2 separate regions of the Gossypium raimondii genome follow, and region 2 is linked to region 1. Evidence: chromatin contacts called from public Hi-C data. All regions are on one chromosome and are shown on one strand. The core of a region is the stretch at or near the end of the contact, and the rest is flanking DNA. Distances in the headings are between cores, read along the strand shown. Region 1 holds the start of LOC105777434 (succinate dehydrogenase subunit 3-1, mitochondrial). Region 2 holds the start of LOC105778241 (ethylene-responsive transcription factor ERF062).

The links. A called contact is a pair of places that touch in the nucleus more often than the background predicts.
Region 2: a contact with region 1 is called in a Hi-C map of leaf, with 5 times the contacts expected there. The contact joins the promoter of LOC105778241 here to the promoter of LOC105777434 in region 1. A contact is called at or near these places in 2 of 2 Hi-C or Micro-C datasets (both in leaf).

Annotation. Positions count from the first base shown.
Region 1 is chr10:27,646,721-27,649,670 of ASM2569854v1, forward strand. LOC105777434 (succinate dehydrogenase subunit 3-1, mitochondrial) reads left to right here and starts at 1,517. Exons shown (of 3, transcript XM_012600705.2): 1 at 1,517-1,737; 2 at 1,846-1,878; 3 at 1,961-2,622. The coding sequence starts at 1,578. The coding sequence ends at 2,373.
Region 2 is chr10:27,778,239-27,781,188 of ASM2569854v1, forward strand. LOC105778241 (ethylene-responsive transcription factor ERF062) reads left to right here and starts at 1,566. Exons shown (of 1, transcript XM_012601902.2): 1 at 1,566-2,950. The coding sequence starts at 1,633. The coding sequence ends at 2,859.

The sequences.
Region 1 (2,950 bases), core at 267-2,766:
CAAATCCAACTGTTATGTTTTTAGTTGATAAAATATGATAAGTTTAATTGTCGGGATAAATTCGTGTAAGCAACGAAGAATAATTAAATTAATTAATAAATTGAAGAGATCAAATACAAATATTTTACGTGAATAAAAAATCATAGGTAAAGATAAATTTACTAAATCGGCAAGAACGAAGAGTACATAGATAGAAATAAAAACTAAACTCTGAAACCCGAAAATAAGAACACTTGAAACTTAAACACAAAATTCTCTGAAAGCTTGTAAAAGCTAATAGTATAAAAATAATCTACACTAATCAGCGTTTAAGTGGAAAACTAAAACAATATTTAACTGAAAGAAGTAAAGCTGAGAAAATTGAGAAACATGTCGCCACGTTGCGACACGGCTTTCTTTTCGTCGTGATGAAGTATGGTCACGTCATCGGAGCGAAGAACTCCTCTTCGTTGCGACGTCACACACTATTTATGCTGAAATACGAGGCATACTCCACATTAATCAACCATTTTATAAAATATATAAATAATCATACAATTGGTGTATAGATTAATGAATCAAATATGATGAAGATGGATGAGTTGCCATTTTCCTATATATTTACATTTCCATAAACTCTTTAAACTTATGTAAAAAATTTGCTGAGAAAAAAATAGGGTAAATTATATCATTAGTCATTAAATTATAAGAAAGTTTTTGTTTTGGTTATTTAATTAAAAAATGGTTATAATTTGATCACTAAACTATTTGAAAGTTTTCATTTAAGTCACTAAACTATTAAAAATATTTTATTTAAGTCACTAGACTATTAAATTTTTTTTTAAAGTTCTGCCATAAACTCCAAGCGATGATTCGACGATCGAGAGGGTGGATCTGTACCCATCGACGAGTAGAAGAACATAACTTAGATCCAAGTCTATCTAGCGATCAGTGTAGGAGATCAAAGAAAAAACTGTTTGAATTTTGGTTTGCAGATTTGTGAAGTTCAAAGTTGTTTCATGAAAAAACATTCAACGATAGAAGAGAAAGGGAAAAAGAGCTCTCGATTGGTACAGATAGTGCGAATAGAGAAAGCCATATAGAATCGATTTTAATAGCCCAATGACTTAAATGAAAACTTGTGAATAGTTCAGTGATCAACAAAATAACAACAAACAACGATTATATTTAGATGTTAGGTGTTCTCTAAAAGGATAAATGATTAATCATAAAATATGCTCTATTCGCAGGAATGGATAGTTAAAGAAGGAGGTGAATAACCACTACATAATTGGTTTCTAAAGTTATAGGTACATAGATTTCCAAAGGTTACTTTAGGAAATGAAATGATGAAATATTTGAAATAAATTTTGGAATTGTTAGATTGCCACATAATTGATCCAAAATTTGTATATCATGTCAAAGCCGAATCCAAATAGGCTCAAACCCTAAAACCGAACCTAAATAGGCCTAAGCCCAATAACATCTATTTACGTTTTCTTGCAGAGCAGCTTCCTCCTTCCCTTATATAACCCCACCGTTTCACTCCATGTTTCTTTTTTGCAGGCTAAGCAATTTTGAGACTCTTCTATTTAGCAATGGCTTCTTCTCTAGCTCTTAAGAGGCTCGTCTCATCCAACATCCTCCCTAGCTCCTTACGCGTCGCCATCGCTCCATCCATCTCCAGACTCTTTAACACCAACGCCGCCACGCCTGATGACCACGATGATCGCCGTCGTGCTGACGGTTTCTTCCCAGGTACTTGTCCACTCATCTGTTTTTCATTTCGACTTCTTTCGCTTCTTTTTAATTTTTGATTATCTAAAATTGATGCTGATTTTGGCCCTTCCGGTTTCTATGCTGCAGATCTGCAGGGGCGGCGCCAGGGGGCCAAAAAAGGTAAATTTTCACTTTAGTTCTTACAGAAATTATAAAATTATGATTCAGTCATTTTGCCCCCTCAAGAAAAAAATTCCTGCAGATATGTTTGATCCTTTGTCTCCAACAAGGAGCCTGAACATGATGGATCAAGTCAAGGGGAATCGATTTCTCTCCACATCCCGTGACATTCCAGGGCTTGGGAGCGAGGCCAAAGAATCAAACCTTCGCCCGTTATCTCCTCATCTTCCTATTTATAAGCCACAGCTTACTTCGACGTTTCCAATTTCCCATAGAATCTCCGGGGCTTTCCTAGCCACTATACTTTTGTTTTTTTATCTTCTTTGTCTGAAAATAGGTTTGATTTGCTTCACCTATACGAATTTCTACCAATTCTTCTTTTATTCATCAAAGCTTCTCCTAATTTCCGTCTCAATTGCTGCCTTAGCCCTGTCCTATTATCTGTATAATGGGGTTCGTCATTTATTGACGGATTTTTCGGGAAAGCTGAGGTGAAGAACGGTGAGGAGGAAAGATGTGATTCAGCTTCAAATCGACTGATTTGCTGGCTTGGTAAGTTCTTGTTTGGTCTGGGCCTTTCTGGGTTGAGGTAAGACTTTGTTTGGCAAAATAAAGAATGTGTTAATGGTTTTTTTTTTTGGAATAAATTGAACCTTGGTGATGAGTAAAAAGAAAACCTTGTTAATGCCAAAAAGCATCTTTGAACTTGTCAATATAGTGATCTGTGTTGAATTAGTGGTTTAATTCGATGGATTCTGCTAAATCTTTGATTGGGAGAGCTGTAACCATTAACCGTTCCCCTTTCAATCGTATGAGCTTTCATTAGGAGTTTAAACTGTGCTTATCTGATTCTGCATCCCCCATAGTTAACAAACACCAAGCTTTGAATGTGTGAACTCTTTCAGAAAGTGATTGTGAACTGTGATAAGATTGACTTAAATGTAAGATTGATTAGTAAATCGAGAAGGTTACATTATAATTTATTAAATTGTTATTGTTAGAGATTTTGTTTTTCCTTTTAAGAAGTTTAGTTCTTTGGATTTTTTTAGTCCCGAGTTTTCTATAAAATTAT
Region 2 (2,950 bases), core at 316-2,815, 130 kb after region 1:
TCTCTATACTTTTATTTCTAGGAGTTAGTCCATTTACTTTTCATATTTCAAAATTCAGTTGACCAGTTAACATTGTTTTTTTTAAATTTGTTGATATGACATTTCAATTAAAAAAATATACTCATTTGATAGTCATGAAACTAGAACAATGACATTGTGATGTGATGAACCTAAATTTAACAAAAACTATTTTAACCTATTAACAGTTGGACCTAAATTTTGAAATTTGAAAAATAAAGGGACTAAATTTCTCAAAATAAAAGTATAGGTACTAAATTCTAAATTTTTGAAAAATACAAGGACTTATGTTATATTTTAACCCTCGATTAAATATCAAACTTTGTTAAAATACGAAGACTATCAGCCTAAGTGGACCTTTTACAATTTGAACTAGACTTGGTCAAGGGCCGGCTCAACCCACGCCCAAAGGCTTGCCTGAAATGTGGAAGGGCTTGGGCAAAAACATATGCCCAAAAAATGGGCTTGGGTAAAAAATAAGATATGTTTTCTAAACGGACATAGTCTCGAGTAAGTTTTTTTTTTACTTTGCCCGACCCAAATTTGCCTAATTTTTTACTGTTGTTTTGTTGTTGTTTGCTGTCATTTTGATGTTGTTTTGCTGTCATTTTGCTTTTATATTGTTGTTATTATTTGGATATTGTATAACTTTTATTTTATTATTAAATTTGCTACTATTTTGGAGGCATTTGCTTGTTAAGTTACAATTATCTTAATGTTATTTAAGTATAAAGATTTCTTTAACATATTTTTAATTTATTGAGAAATATTTATTTTAATATTTTTAGTGTATTTGATATATTATATTTTTTAAATTTACTTTTATATAAAAAATAATACGGGCAGGTCGGATCGAGTTCGAGTTTAATATTTTTTTTATTTAAATCAAATTTAGGCAAAATTTTAAAATATTTTTTAAGCAGGGTTGAACCCAAATCTAAAATTTTGCATCGGACATGATGAGGTCTAAAATTGAAGTTTCGTCGTTGTTGATGACATGGAGCATGATAGGATTTATTACATCTGAAATTACGGTAAGATTGAAAGCATAGATGTAATTGCAATTTAAATCTCGTAAAGTGCAACTATCATTTAAAATTACTGTTAGAAAGTAAAAGGGAAGGAAGCAGTCATGTGAGTGTTTGAGAAAAGCACATGGCCATTGTCTAAACAAGAATGCCATGGATGGAAGTAAAGGAGTTTGAGGTTCTTAACAGTCGTTTTCATGGGGGAACTTTCACAGTTAACAAATGAAAAACTCATCAGCAAGCTTTTGATTGGTTTATTTTCATATACTTGATAGTTTATCTTTCCCATTCTTTCTATCTGTTTTCTTCTCTCTTCATCAAATAAGAAAAAAAAAGAAAGAAAAGAAAGATAATTGCTTGCACGTGGCAAACAACTGTTTCAATTGAAAGAAAAGCAATTGTTTCTATTGAAAGGCTAAAATTTTAAAATACCAGTATATATATATATAGATAAAGTAGGTTCCCTTAATATTATTATTATTATAGTAAGGCTTTATCAGAAGCTTAATATATAACGTATTGTACTTTCAGTTGCATCATTTCTATATACATCTCCTAAATTTTGTTCTGTTTTCGGCCAAAAATTATGAGCGTGGAGAATCAATTTCCCAAAACAGAAACTTTGATGAACAAGGAGTGGCCTTCTTATATTTATGGCACGCCAACAGGTCCTATCATTTGGGGCGCTTTAAGCAAGTCACCACCTTCATCATCATCCTCATCTCCTTCACCTGATAGGCTCAATTCCAGTTCTTCACCTGAGGAGTCTCTAGAAGCCAATTTGTTAAAAAACATCCCTGGAATTCTCAGACAAGATATTTTGAATGAGCATCATTCCAGCTTGTTTGTTTCAGGGTTCAGTTCTGTCCCCCCTCATGGTGGTCTTGTTTCTGAGGTCAAGGATGGTTTTATGCCATTGAACTTCTTGGAGACTTTTCCGAAACTAAACCAAGCTCAAGTTTCTGAACCACCTTCTCCCTCTACAACATCGAAATTCCCCAACTTAAACTTGTTTCTGCAGGAACCTGGCATGTTAGATCCGAGCAGACGAGCCATTGGTTCCATGGGGAAAAAGGGTGAACCTGGATCGACCTTGTGTCAAAACTCTTCATTCCAAATGCCTCAAATTGGTCAGGTTCAGTCTCAAATGGGGGATGAATGGCTTAGAATGAACCAGAGTTTGACAAGTTATCAATCCAAAGGTTTTAGTGACTACTGGCTTAGCACTACCAAGACTCAACCTATGAAGTACACTGGACGCAGGTTGCAGAACCAGCATCAAAAGGGTTCATCATCCCCTGGAAAGTTGTTCAGAGGGGTAAGGCAAAGACATTGGGGAAAATGGGTTGCCGAGATACGGCTGCCGAGAAATCGGACAAGGGTTTGGTTAGGGACTTTCGACACTGCAGAAGAAGCGGCAATGGCATACGATACAGCAGCATACATGCTGCGTGGAGAATATGCACATTTGAATTTTCCAGATCTTAAGCATCAACTCAAGGCCAATTCTTTGAATGGGAACACTGCTGCACTTCTTGAAGCCAAGTTGCAAGCAATTTCACAAGGCATTGCTGGCAACAAGAAGTCCAATGACCCATCGTTGACATCGGCAAAAGTCCAAGATTTAAACCAGAACACTGAGAAAAGAGAGTGGCAATTTGAGGTCAAGAACAAGGCAGTATCTGAAGTGAATGAGATAAGTAAGAAAACTCAGGAGAGTGTATCATCAGATGTAGATGCTGTACAGTTAAGTAGAATGCCTTCCTTGGACATGGATATGATCTGGGATGCTCTTTCGGTCTCTGACTCCTGACATTTTCTTATATTATTCATCTTTGTCCTAGCATATTTGTATCATCTTTTACTACCACATGCTCACACATTTAATCAAACTTTTTTTATCC